Linked DNA regions of Macaca mulatta: regions 2 and 3 are each linked to region 1. Evidence: chromatin contacts called from public Hi-C data. All regions are on one chromosome and are shown on one strand. Each heading gives the region's core, a stretch centred on a gene start, on an enhancer-like site or on the middle of the called end of the contact. The rest is flanking DNA. Distances are from core to core; before and after follow the strand shown.

Region 1 (4,467 bases), core at 1,371-3,870:
ATGATGGGCACAGTCCTTAAAAAAAAAAAAGGAAACAAATGTACTGACGTGGAAGGGTTTCTATGATAGACTGCTGAAAGAAAAAAGAAGGTTGCAGATCTTTTAGTTTACCTAGATTTATCCTTTTTATTAAAAAAAATCAAACCGTACAGATGGGTGTCATATAAGTATAGGTTGGTTTAACAGAATACGGATTGTAGGATTAAAAGAAAAAAAAAGATTATGTTGGAAAGATTAGGTACCAAACTCTTACCACTTTATACTTGGGAAGTGGTACTGCGAGGTGAAGGAATTTTCATTTTTTTTACTTCACACACTTCTGAATGGTTTGAAATGTTTTAAAAACGTTTAAACGTTTAAAATTTAAAAATAAATACTTTTAAATACTTTACATTTTTGAAAGGCATACCCTTTTTTTTTTTTTTTTTTTTTTGAGACAGAGTCTCGCTGTGTCTCCCAGGCTGGAACGCAGTGGCGCAATTGCGGCTCACTGTAACCTCCACCTCCCGGGTTCAAGCGATTCTCCTGTCTCAGCCTCCCGAGTAGCTGGGACTACAGGCGTCCGCCACCATGCCCAGCTAATTTTTGTATTTTTATTAGAGACGGGGTTTCACCATATTGATCAGGCTGGCCTCGAATTCCTGACCTTGTGATCCGCCCGCCTCAGTCTCCCACCGCGCCGGCCAGTTTTTTTTTTTTTTTTTTTTTGAGACGTAGTCTCGCTCTGTCGTCCAGGCTGGAGCGCAGTGGCCGGATGCAAGCTCCGCCTCCCGGGTTCACGCCATTCTCCTGCCTCAGCCTCCCGAGTAGCTGGGACTACAGGCGCCCGCCACCTCGCCCTGTTTTTTGTATTTTTTTAGTAGAGACGGGGTTTCACCGTGTTAGCCAGGATGGTCTCGATCTCCTGACCTCGTGATCCGCCCGTCTCGGCCTCCCAAAGTGCAGTTTTTAAAATAAGTTAGACTGTGAGATAAATTCACCAAAGAGTGTATCTTTTGATCTCAAACTCGTAGCCCTCTGGAACTTTGAGAATCTAGGAAACCTTAATAGTTTGTTACCATCCGATAGCCCAATATATAACCAACCCAATAATAAACCATTGGGGTGTTAAACTCAATATTTAACTCAGGAGACTACCAAAGATTTGTTTGGTAGGGGTACTAAAATAATTTCAGAGTAGGGAGTTCCACAGTTGGGAAGTGGGAAAAAACTGCACTTCATCTCTGTGCCGCTGAGGTAAATATTTAAGATGATATCAATTTAACTGTGAAAGCAAAAACAAATAAACCGAAAAACAAAGTCTCAACAGTCTGAGAACCATATTTAAGCCCCAAACCATGTTCATCAGAAAAAGATAACTTGTGCTAAATTACACACCAAGGCAAAAATGGGGTGGGGGGAATGGGGGAGCGATAGACTAAGGGTAAAAGAGTCCTAAACACAATCCCCCTGCAGCTTTCAAAATTTGGTTTTTTATTCCTACAGTGGATCAGAGGACAACTTGAAAGTCAGGTACAGCCAAAGTTGTGATGATTTTCATAACCCTTTTCAAATGTTCTTTGAAGCCACGAGTGCGAATTATCTACCACTTTCCTTTTCTTTCTCTAAGGACCCAGAGACTGGGAAGATGTCTCAGGCTCCACATCCAAATCTGGAGAACACCCAGAGCAGTTAACTATCGACAGGGAGGTTGTGAGATACTTTCCCTTCAGAAGACACTTCACTCGCAAACTGGGCAAATGTGTAGAGTGGATAGCACTGACCACCAGTCTGCGACTGGAAAGTCTACGGAAGCTAAATAAAACACATCTGCAAGGTCAAACCAAGCAAACCGAGGCAGTGTACTGGTGAGGAAAAAAAGAGCTGCTAATCCCAAAGTTATAAACACACGCGCGCGAACCAGACCTAAACCAAACCCACTCAGCAGCTAGCGCAAAGCTGGGAGCTCCAAACTAGAAGACAAACGCTCAGGGAGCTTCCCCGGCGGAGGGGAAGGCCATTCCAAGGCATTTTCTCCGCCCTCCCCGGGCAGCCCCAACCAAGTAGCCGCCCCCGGCTCCACCCCATCCCTCTGGGCCACCACCCGTGGGGCCCCGTTGAACCCAGGCGGCCCAGAGCTAAAAGGGCTCCTAGGGTCAGACCAGAGGTCTGTTGCACTCCCGGTCATAGTGAAAGGAAGACACATCAGCCGCGCCTCCGGGGCACCGTACTCACCCCCATAACCTACACCCCCGACTGTGCTGCAGCTCCCATCACGGTCTTCCTCCATTCGGACGACAGCCCCCTGGGTCTTGGAAGCAGCCATTACCCGGCAGAGAAGAAAAGGGAGGGCCGCAGGGCGGGGCAGAGGCGGGGTGGCACCAATAGAAATGCGACTGGAGGTGAACTCCCCGTCGACGCGGTGTTTTCTCCACACCTACACCGCCCTCTGGGCCAATAGGACGTAATTAGTAAAACTGAATCCCCGCCTCGAACCGCAATTGCCTCTCCCACTTCCGGGATGGGGAAGCCCAGAACTACAATTCCCAGCGTGCCGCGGGGCCCCGGGACGGGAGGGCTGGACTAGGCGCTGGCGGGCGGGGGTGCGCCCGAGAGTGCCCCGGCGTGTTCGCTTAGTTCAGTGAATCAGAACAATGACTGCGCCGCCGGGTCCCCGGGAGCGCATCTGAGGACTGTGAGCAGCCGCCGCCGGGAGAGCTGCTGGCGGCGCAGTGTCAACGCTGGGCTCAGGAGCCTCCAGCGCAGATCCTGCCCAGCGCCCGCAGCCCGCGCGAAGCCCCCGGGCTCCGGCGCTGCAGCGCTGCTCGGGGACTGTGCATTGTTGTGAACCGGAGAAGGGGCGCGGGGATTACAAAGCCTCAAGACCCCGGAGCCCCTTTAGCCATGTGGATACCTACGGAGCACGAGAAATACGGCGTGGGTGAGTCTCCGCGGGGCGAACTTTTATTCTGCTCTGGCCCGAGCGAGTGCGCATTTCTCGTCCTTGCCCCCGCGCCCCTCTTGCTCCGCCCGGCTGAAAATGCCTAATCCTGGCATCGCGCAGCGGGTACGGGGCTTTGCCGAGCCAGCTCCAGGCAGAGGGCTGCGCACCAGGCTCTCGCCCCGCACCGCCGGCTCGGCGCGCCCCGCACAGATTCCCAGAGCGCCGGGACAGCTTGGGGGAGTGCGCGGCCGGCCCGCTCGCTTCGGGCTCTGCCTGCGGAGTTTGGAGTGGCAACTGGGCGTGTGTGTGTGTGTGTGTGTCTGTCTGTCTGTCTCTGTGTGTGTATGTGTGTGTCAAGTTGGAAGAGGAGGCGAACAGGGTTTCTCTCCTTCCTTACCCTTCTTCCCCAAAGCGACAGGGAGCTGCAACGGTTCCCCTGGGTGGAGAGGGAGACAACAACACTTGGGCAGAGAGAACACCCCCAAAACAGTAGGGAGGCGCAAACCCTTCCCTCTGGCTCGGATCGACATTCCCGGAGTGTGGAATGTGGCAGGGTCCTGGAGAGAGCCGCTCTGACAGGCTGAGCCCTCTCTGACCCTCCTCCCTCCCTGTGATCCCGGGTTTATGGGGTGTGTGTGTTGCGGGGCGGGGGCAATGGTAAATTTCAACATCTGCGCCGTTCGGTTCTTTGGTCTTTGGAGGAGAACGGGTATTTCAGCAGTGTTTTTACTTCTGGCCACCCTCTCGACCCTGGGTGAGCGCAGTGGGGGCGGTGTGGCGATACAGGGCTGCTGAGTGATAATAGGGAGGGGGATAGGAAAGCCTGGTTCTTGGGGGCAGGGAGATAGCTTTTAGGAAAGCATATCCTGACACTGGCGTTCGGAGAAAAAGGAACAGGATAGCGCTCGCTGTTCTGTGCAAAGGTGAACAACAAAGGACATTAATGTTGACTGATGAATACAGGAGTCTCCCTTTTCCTCCTCCCATTTCAGGCGGGTTACAGTTCCCGTTTTTGTTGTTTGATTTCAGCTGGGTCGCCCCTTGACAGTTACTCCTTTTAGGGTTGAGACTATTAAGAAGCCAGGCTCTCCGACAAGCCTGCAGCCGGCCAAATGCAATTATAACCTCCCAGAAGGTCTAACAGAGAGAAAGCATTATGGATTTTACTAACACTCTTTATTTCCTATAATGCCCTGTTCTGCCGACTGGTGTAGTTTGTGTGTGTGTTTTAAAATTGAGGACAGATCTAGTGATTTAGATGATGTGTAGGTATCTGTTTATGTTCTAAATTCATTTTCCTGCAATTTAAAGAATCTGGAAAGCCTTCCCAGGGAGTCGTAGTCCGAGGGGATTTTTGTTTTTTTCCCAACTTTGCCTGGGGATAGGACTTTGGGGTCCATTGAAAGGACTGTAGGATTCACCAAAGTCATGTCCACATTTCACATTAGCTTCCATTCTGTATTGTGACTGATTAGCAAGACAATAGTTTGACCTGAACCCACCTTTGGGAAAGGTTTCCAGCTTTCCCTCCTTCAAAGTGTCAG
Region 2 (4,467 bases), core at 1,072-3,571, 250 kb before region 1:
CTTTTCTACTAAAATAGTGAAAAGGTAGCAGCAATAAAGTTGATGAAAGGTCACAAATGAGCCCTGAGGCAAAATTTAAAAGGCAATCCCCGCACAGCCACCAGAGTGGCACCAGAGGTACTGTAAGCACAAAGAGGGAAGGAGGCTTGCCCAGAAACTTTAGACGGGAATAAAGGTTTGTGCCTGATCTAGGCCATTACTAATATCATTACAACTTTCAAACTTTAGCTTTCAAACTTTTCCATTTCATCAACAAAAGGGTAAAAGAATAAAATAAGTATCTTCTAGAAAGAATTAAAATGTTTGATTCAGATGAGGAAAAGCTGAAACACAGTGGTAAGAAATATCCTCAGACCAGGCACTGTCCCAGCATCGTGGGAGGCTGAGGCAGGAGGATCCCTGGGGACGAGGGACTTGTGACCAGCCTGGCCAACACAGACCTTGTCTCTACAAAAAATGTAAAAAATAGCCAGGAATGGTGTCACATGCCCATAGTCCTAGCTACAGAAGGCTGAGGTGGGAGAATTGCTTGAAACCAGGAGTTAAAAGGTTGCAGTGAGCTATGATCACACCACACTGCACTCCAGTCTACGCGACACAAACTCCCTTTCCCTTTAAAAAAAAAAAAAAAAAAAAAGTATCCTCAATTCACATAGAGCAACCAGAGGCCACAATAAACTAATTACATATTTTACATCTTGATAAAAAATGAATTTCATCAACATGGAGAGCATTCAAAATGAAGAGGCACCTAAAAAAATGGAAAAGATTGCTGTTTTAAGAATCCCTCCCTATGGTCAAGTATTAAATGTTTAATACATGATCACGAGTTTTTGAGCTTTCTAAATGCCAGTTTCCAATAACCTTTAACAACACAACCCGCATATTTACTTTTCTTGTGAACAAAGGCATATCGTTCTGAGTGGCAGCCGTGACAGTGACAACCGTGTTCAAAAATACCTAACAGCTAGTAGTTCCAGTGCGATAACGTCAGAGAATACTCCAATATTTAACTCCTGTTTAAATTTCTAAATAAAATATTACCAGGTTAGTTAATACTCGATTTGAGTTTACTGGGGTCTCTCCTAGAAGGGCCTTCCAATTCCAATTGGAATCCTTTTTCTTAACCATATGATAAGTAGAAAACCATAAATTCGGTTAAGCACCTACCCATCCCACCCAGGAAAAACTTCGACTTCGTAGCGAGGGCACAATAACCTCAACTTTTAGCCAACTGCAACCTAAGCTCCCCAACACCCTGGCTCTCTGGGGCTCACTGCAGAGAACATATAGAATGCAGCACAAAGGGGAACGCGTTTCTTTCCCCCGTGAGCAGGAGGTCGCCTCGGGTGATCGCAGAGGTGCTAGAGGTTCGGGGCTTCTGTAGGTGCCAGTTAGGGGCAGGAGCACAGCCTAGGGGGGAGAAAGTGGTCCCCCCGCCTCCGAGGCCTCCGCCTGGCCAGGTGGACAGGCGGGACGGAAAACTTCCCCGACGCCTCTGCGTCACCCTGGGCCCACCGCGCAAGGCCCAGGCCGCGTGACGCAAGAGCTCGTCCAAACCCGCCGGACGTTTGGCATCCCAGGAGCTCCATACTGGAGCCGGGCGCTCAAAGGCGACCAGTGACGGCATGGACCCAACTCCCTGTTCTTCCCCACCCGTGGTCAGGGAAAGATAGGGAGAGAGCGCCGCAGAGAAAGGAACTCTGAGAATAGTTCCTTTCCCGCCCAGCTCCCGGTCAGCCCCTGTTCCCACACACTCTCAGGCCCATGGACCCATTCCTCCCCGCCCCCACAGCCGGTGCCCAAGAGTCCGGTTCGCAAGCCAGATTAAATCGCGCGAGGAGCGGCGCCCAGGGCACGCTGGGAATTGTAGTTCAGTAGCCAAACCACGCACCCTGGAAACGCAAACGTGTAGAGCAGAGAAAGAACTACAACTCCCACCGTGCCCAAGCATGGGAGACTTGCCAGCCTGGCCGGCAACCGGGATGCCGGCGGCGGGGATACCCCTTACCTGCTGTCGCCGCCGTCGCTGCAGCTGCTCCTGAGCCGCCGCCAGCACTGCCACCGCGGTGGGGAGTGTTCCGCTTCTTGTTCTTCGGCATCGTGGGACGCCCGGTGCCGCCTAGAGTCGGAGCTTAGCGAAGATCAGCCGATGGAGCTGCACTTTTTACTCGTGCGTCTGTGCGGCGGGCGGCTGAGAGGCGAGTCTTCGGCTAACAACAGAGGCGAGAAACGGCGGGGGTAAGAGTGGGCGGTGGCGGCAGCAGAAATCCCCGTGAAGAGCTGTGATCGGAAACGATACATGTTTCTCTCTAGCGCGGGAGCTAAGGCGGGGCAGGCGAGGCCTCGACGCCTTAAGTAGCAAGACCGCCGCCTGACGTCATCATGTAGGCGGGACTTGAGCGCTCCTCAGCCAATCCCTGCACACCTCCCCGCTAGAATCGTCCTTCGGGCGGGGCGCGGATCCTGCCTACAAATCCCATGCGGCCGGTCTTCCGTCCGCGCCCATGGAGCCTGTCTTCGTGGCCTCATTGAATTCTGGGAAACGTAGTAAGGCTGGGGCCGGGGCCTCCTTCCAGCCCTCTCTTCCCTACGGGCTTTTCTGCCCACTTCCTTTTCTCCTGGTGACCCCACCCCTGCCTCCGCTCGGCCCCCGCCTTGGAACTGGGTGAGGTAGGCACCGGCGATGCGCAATGGGGGCGAGTACGCCCGATGACAGGAGTCAGCTTCCAGCTGGCAGCTATGCAATCACCTTTGCTTCTCTTTCTCCGGAGGCTGATGTTCTCCTTAACCTTTCCCCTACTTCCCTGCGGCACCTGCCAGGCACACAGTCCTACCTCTCCTGGGGAACATTTCCATGGTTTTAGTTTTAACTAGTTCCATGAACTAGCCATCATCAGTACTGTACCTGTAATTGGACCGTGGTTCAGGGTTATGTGCCCCCCCCCCAGCCCCCCAAAAAAGGGATGCTTTCGTCTACTTAGTTATGGAGTTCGTGTATATCTCAGATTCTAGACTAGGAATATATGGCAATTCAGCATTGTGGGTTTCTATTCAAGAATGTGTCCCTTGGCAATACTACCTGCCAGTTGGGAGGTCAATTGAGGATAGAAGTTTCTGAGAACTTCACAGCTGGTAAAACAAACATAAGTTATACATATCAATAATCGCAGTTTTGCTTTTTTTCTCAAGACTCTCCTAGATCTCTGACTTCCTTGTTAGGACATTTGTCAAGTATTTAGAGCCTGTTATTAGGTTCATATACTATGCTTATGACAGATGAAAGTCCCTGACTCACCTCAATGTATGTGAGTCATCTGCCACTCCACCTCTCAGCTGAGCTATATTCTTCTATTTTCAATTGCCTGTAGCACATTTCCACCAGAATATTCCACTTGTACCTCAACCCCACATCTCTGAAACAAATACTATATTTCCTTCTTCCTGTCTTCCCTTTGTTCACTGTACTATTTATTATCCTCCCATATGTTAAATTCCAAAACTCAAATTCTCAGTCTTTTTTCTCTTTGATGCACCCCCCCACACACACACACACAAAGCAATTAGTTTTAAAATAACACTCTTAAATTCCTGTCCTATTCTGTGATCACATGTGACCTCAGTTCATGCCTGGGCATTTTAAGCGACCTCCCAGTCTTTTCTTCCATGTTTCATGCTCAGTAATGCTGCCAGATTTATTTGTGTGTCCTCTGTTTTACTAATCCACCTGCTTTAATAGTTGCTCAAAAACATTCCATGGTTCCCATGACTAATTTTTAAATGCCAACCTTCTTAGCCTGGCCCTGACTCCCTTTCCAGCCTCATCTTTCACTGCTTCCTCATACAGTCCTTGTTCTTCAGCCAAATGGGATGCTTTTCATTTCCAATACACAGCTCTGTTCTCCTACCTCCATTTCCTCATTCATATTCTTTCCTCTTCTTGTAATGCCTTTCCTCCCATCTTCACCTTAAGAAATTTTATCCGCCTTTCAAGAGGTAGCTCATGCTGCCACCTTCCTGAAGCCTCCAGCCAGAATTGTTTCTTCCTCCTCACAACTCTTTGATACTCATCCTAATAACGCCTAATGGCACTTACTACCTCCCCACACGGCCTACTCAAAGATGCTAAAATGGGCAACATTTCAGGGTTGCTTTTACTTTGTTTAATCCTGAAGCAGCCAGTAAACTGCACAGAGCACAGAAACCAGATGCAGAGGCAGGTTGCGGGGGAGGAAGCAGCTCGCACTGACTCCTTGTATCTAGAGGCACACTGCAACTCAGTGACAGGGCCTACAGGGAATGAGATGTCTCATAGAATTGTAGACTCAATAACTTTAATAACCCTAGGCTCTTCACCATCCAGAAACAACTTGTACTATACATAAGGCAACAGTTTTACCACTCTGGAGGCACATCACCTAGGCCTAACGTCCAGGTTCCAGCCCTGGAAATGTGTGCTTTGCATTT
Region 3 (4,467 bases), core at 1,395-3,894, 190 kb before region 1:
CTACTCAGGAGGCTGAGGCAGGAGAATTGCTTGAACCCAGGAGGCAGAGGTTGCAGTGAGCCGAGATCACGCCACTGCGCTCCAACCTAGGTAACAGGGCAAGACTCCATCTCAAAAAAAAAAACAAACAAAAAAAAACAAGACCATCAAAGGAAGATCATATGAGAAAGGAAAGGGGCTTAGGGCAGAGCACTGAAGATTTTACATTAAGAAAGAAAGAAGGGAAGCAGGCAGGGGACCAACCAGTCCTGTCAGCAGTGTTGGATGGAGCTGGGGGTAATGTGAGCAGAGAAGGAGGAGGCAAATTGGAGGGTCAAGGAGCTGCCACGTTGGCTCTTTGCTCTCAGAGGTGGGATGCTAGAAGCTTGTCCCATGTAGAGGGAGCTGAAGATGGGGGAGATGGACCAACAGTTTCTCATTCTTCCTGAGGACTTCCACATGCCAAGCAGACATTCTCTGATCTTAGGATTCAGTAATCGGAGGGAAACGGATGGGAATTGCATTATGCCATTCTTGCATTGCTATAAAGAAATAGCCGAGGCTGGATAATTTCTAAGAAAAGAGGTTAAATTGGCTCACAGTTCTGCAGGCTGTCCAGGAAGCATAGCGCCAGCATCTCACAATCATGGCAGAAGATGAAGAGGGAGCAGGAGCAAGAGAGAGGTGAGGAGATGCCACACACTTTTAAACAACCAGATCTCACGAGAACTCACTCACTATTGCAAGAACAGCACGAAGGGGATGGCATTAAAGCATTCACGAGAAATCCATCCTCATGATCTAATCACCCTCCCACCAGCTGCCACCTCCAACATTGGGGATTATATTTCGCCATGAGATTTGGACGGGGACAAGTATCCAAACTATATCAGGGACATAACTGCACACGACAGAACAACAAACGAAATCGGTCACTGTATCTGCACCTAGTCTTTCAGGTATGGGTAATGCGTTCCAGCTGATATTTCACTGGTGCCTGCAAAGTTCCAGATGCTGTTCAGGATACTGAGGATTTAGAAATAGTTTAAATGCAGTTACTACCCCAAGGAGCCTACAGCAAGGGGAGGAAAGCAAACAGGTTTATAAATAAATTATAATTCAGTGTGATGGGTCTAACTATAAAAGCATGTGTAAGGAACAGGAGTAATAAAGAGGAGAAAGTGAGGAACTCTGCTTGGATGAGAATAGAAGGATGGGTGGTCAGGAAGAACGCCCAGCCAGATGTACATGACCCCAAGTCATAAAGGAAATCTTACATTTTATATCACACACTCTGTTTAAGATTTATTCATTCAAACAATATTTAATATTCAAACAATATTTATTCATTCAAACAAGATTTATTCATTCAAGCAATATTTACCGAATGCCTATTATGTGCCAGCCACTATTCTAAAGCAGCCAACAAAACTGACAAAAATCCCTGCTCTTATGGAGCTTATAAGTTAGTGAGGGGAGACAGATAACAGGTAAATAGCTACACAGTATGTGAGGGTGGTACAGGACGGAGGAGCTGGGCACGGTGGCTCACACATGTGACCCCAGTATTTTGGAAGGCCAAAGTGGGCGTATTACTTGGGGCCAGGAATTTGTGACCAGCCTGGGCAACATGGTGACACCTCGTCTATACAAAAATAAAAATAAAAGATAACCAGGCATGATGGCACGTGTCTGTGGACCCAGCCACTTGGGAGGTTGAGAGGAGGATCACCTGAGCCCAGAAAGTTGAAGCTGCAGTGAGCTGTGATTGTGCCACCGCTCTCCAGCCTTGGCGACAGAGACAGACCCTGTCTTAGAAAAAAAAAAAAAATTGCAATGAAGGAAAATAAGATTGGAAGAGAGAATCAGGAAGGCCTGAGGGAGAGTGATTGTTATTTTTTAAAAGATATTCAGGGGAAGCCTCACTAAAACAGAATATTTGAGCAAATCCCTGAAGGAGATGAGGAAGAAAGCCATGTGGACGTGGAATAGTGTTCCAGGACGAGGGAACAGCAAATGCAAAGGTTCTGAGGTAGAAGCATGGCTGCTGGTGCTGAGACAGCGCGTGCCTGGTGGTTCCAAGGTAGACGCTTGCCCGGTGTTTCTGAGGCGGACGCGTACCCGGTGGTTCCGAGGCAGCCGCGTGCCCCGTATTTCTGAGGCGGACGCGTGCCCGGTATTTCTCAGGCGGACGCGTGCGCGGTGGTTCTGAGGCAGCCGCGTGCCCCGTATTTCTGAGGCGGACGCGTGCGCGGTGGTTCTGAGGCAGCCGCGTGCCCCGTATTTCTGAGGCGGACGCGTGCGCGGTGGTTCTCAGGCGGACGCGTGCCCGGTGGCTCTGAGGCAGCCGCGTGCCCGGTGTTTCTGAGGCGGGCGCCTCCCGGTGTTTCTCAGGCGGACGCGTGCCCGGTGTTTCTGAGGCGGACGCGTGCCCGGTGTTTCTCAGGCGGACGCGTGCCCGGTGTTTCTCAGGCGGACGCGTGCCCGGTGGCTCTGAGGCAGCCGCATGCCCGGTGTTTCTCAGGCGGACGCCTGCCCGGTGTTTCTCAGGCGGACGCCTGCCCGGTGTTTCTCAGGCGGACGCGTGCCCGGTGTTTCTGAGGGGGACGCGTACCCGGTGTTTCTGAGGCGGACGCGTGCCCGGTGTTTCTCAAGCGGACGCGTGCCCCGTGGCTCTGAGGCAGCCGCGTGCCTGGTATATTGGGAGAACAGCACAGAACAAAGTGAGTGGGAGCATCGAGAGCAACAGGAAATGAATTAGAAAGTTAAATCAGCTAAGTTAAATAAGTAATAAGTTAGGTAAGTTAGATAACCGGTTAGAACCAGTTCCAATTGAAGATAGTAAGAATGAGAAGCCTCTGAAATATCATTGGAGTGAATATATCCAGTGGGAGTGGGCTCTTTGAATCTGGAGTTTATTAAGCAGATATCTCTTGAGCATGTGCTAGACATTGAAATAAGTGCTAAGGACATAGAGGTGACCCCAGACACAGTTATTCTTGTCTTCAGGGATCTCAAAATCAGACAAGTAAGCAAATACTGACAATACATACATAACTGCAATGATAAGGGTAGGTATGGTGTGCTAGGGAGGGTGTCAAAGGGGCACCTAACACAGTTATCCAGAGTAGGGGGGATCAGGGAAGTTTTCCTACAGAAGTGACCTCTAAGCCAAGACTTGAAGTAGAAGCAGTTTGCTCCACAAAGGAGAAAATAGTCTGATTTCTTGACAAGTGTGAGAACCACTGTGCTCTCAAGCCATCTACATAGACCTAGGATAAGAAACAAGCCGGTCATTTACATGGGGTTGCTGCTTTTCAAGGCACTGTCCACGTATTATTTTATGAGGCCTTCACGACGATCCTGAGAAGTAAGCAGTGCAGGGTTATTATCATCATTTTACATGTGAGCGAGTTGAGGTCCAGAGAGATGAAATGACTCCCCAAGGCCAAAGACCGGTACCTGCTGGAACCAGGGCCTGAATGTGGTTGATACATATGCAGCACTTACTATGTGACTGGCAATATATTAAGCACTTTACAAGCAGTACTCTATTTACTTAGGACAAAAATCGTATGCCATCCCCATTTTACAGATGAGGAGACTGAGGCACAGAGAAGTTAAACCTTGCCCAAGGCCACAAAGCTAGTAGGCGTTGAAGCCAGAATTCAAACTCAGTCATCTGGCGTGGGAGTACTCGATCATACCCCTCCATACCATATTGCCCATAGTTAGACGAATTTCAGTCATTACTGAGACAAAGAGAGGTACACGTGTATAGGTGTGTATACGTGTGTGTATGTATATATGGGGTGGAGTGAGGTGGGACAGGTGTTCTTTCCTGGTAGTGCTGAATTACACCATTATCGCTATCATCTTATCTATATTGGGATGGCCATATGGGCTTTATAAATGAAATATGTGTTCATTTTGTATAATCTTGTTTAACTAGGAGAAACTTCTCTTATGAAAGGAAGGGAGGGATGGCTTGGTTTCTATGACCTGGGAATTGTCTTGAGGTTCCTCTAGTTTTGTTGCCTCCTCCACTCATAAGCTTTCCAGATCCTGCAGGGTGTGTACAGAGAAGAGTCACATACCAGATGTCACAACGCAGCGATCTGACTGCTTCAGAAATACACTGGCAGTGAGACATCCCAATGAGGGCTGTTCCCTTTAAACCCATTTCTCCAGGTGGGCTCTGAGGCTGCCATTCCTCAAAACATTTATGTAACTCATCCACTCAGAGTTGGACCCTATGACATGTAGAGAATGTTCATCCTTACAACAAGGAACTGGGAATGTCTAAGGGACATTCATAGCCAAGTCTATTAATAAGGTTTTCATTCTTACCAACTTAATTGAAGTCTAATTTCTATACCATAAAATTTGCCCATTGTACATGTACAAATCAATGACTCTTATGAATGTATAGAGTTGTACAGCCATCATTGAAATCCAGTCTCAGGATGTTTCCATCACTGCATAAAG

Evidence for each region. Hi-C and Micro-C count contacts between places; a contact is called where the count stands out from the background.
Region 2: a contact with region 1 is called in a Hi-C map of liver, with 3 times the contacts expected there. The contact joins the promoter of IFRD1 here to the promoter of DOCK4 in region 1. A contact is called at or near these places in 4 of 14 Hi-C or Micro-C datasets (CD4 T cells, fetal cortex germinal zone, fetal cortical plate and 1 more).
Region 3: a Hi-C map of fetal cortex germinal zone shows a contact between it and region 1, with 1.9 times the contacts expected there. The contact joins the enhancer-like site here to the promoter of DOCK4 in region 1. A contact is called at or near these places in 2 of 14 Hi-C or Micro-C datasets (fetal cortex germinal zone and liver).

The regions. Positions count from the first base shown.
Region 1 is chr3:151,807,670-151,812,136 of T2T-MMU8v2.0, reverse strand. DOCK4 (dedicator of cytokinesis 4) reads left to right here and starts at 2,620. Exons shown (of 51, transcript XM_077997203.1): 1 at 2,620-2,920. The coding sequence starts at 2,884. It overlaps ZNF277 (zinc finger protein 277), which reads right to left and starts at 2,320. Exons shown (of 12, transcript XM_015134763.3): 1 at 2,215-2,320.
Region 2 is chr3:152,058,822-152,063,288 of T2T-MMU8v2.0, reverse strand. It overlaps IFRD1 (interferon related developmental regulator 1), which reads right to left and starts at 2,321. Exons shown (of 12, transcript NM_001261783.1): 1 at 2,012-2,321. The coding sequence starts at 2,102.
Region 3 is chr3:151,999,313-152,003,779 of T2T-MMU8v2.0, reverse strand. No RefSeq gene overlaps it. Among named protein-coding and RNA genes, the nearest start is that of IFRD1, 59 kb to the left of the region's middle. Within about 2 kb of position 2,644, at least 14 of the 40 cell types and tissues checked have an H3K27ac peak or open chromatin away from gene starts, as enhancers often do. A contact at or near this core is called in fetal cortex germinal zone, where this site is marked.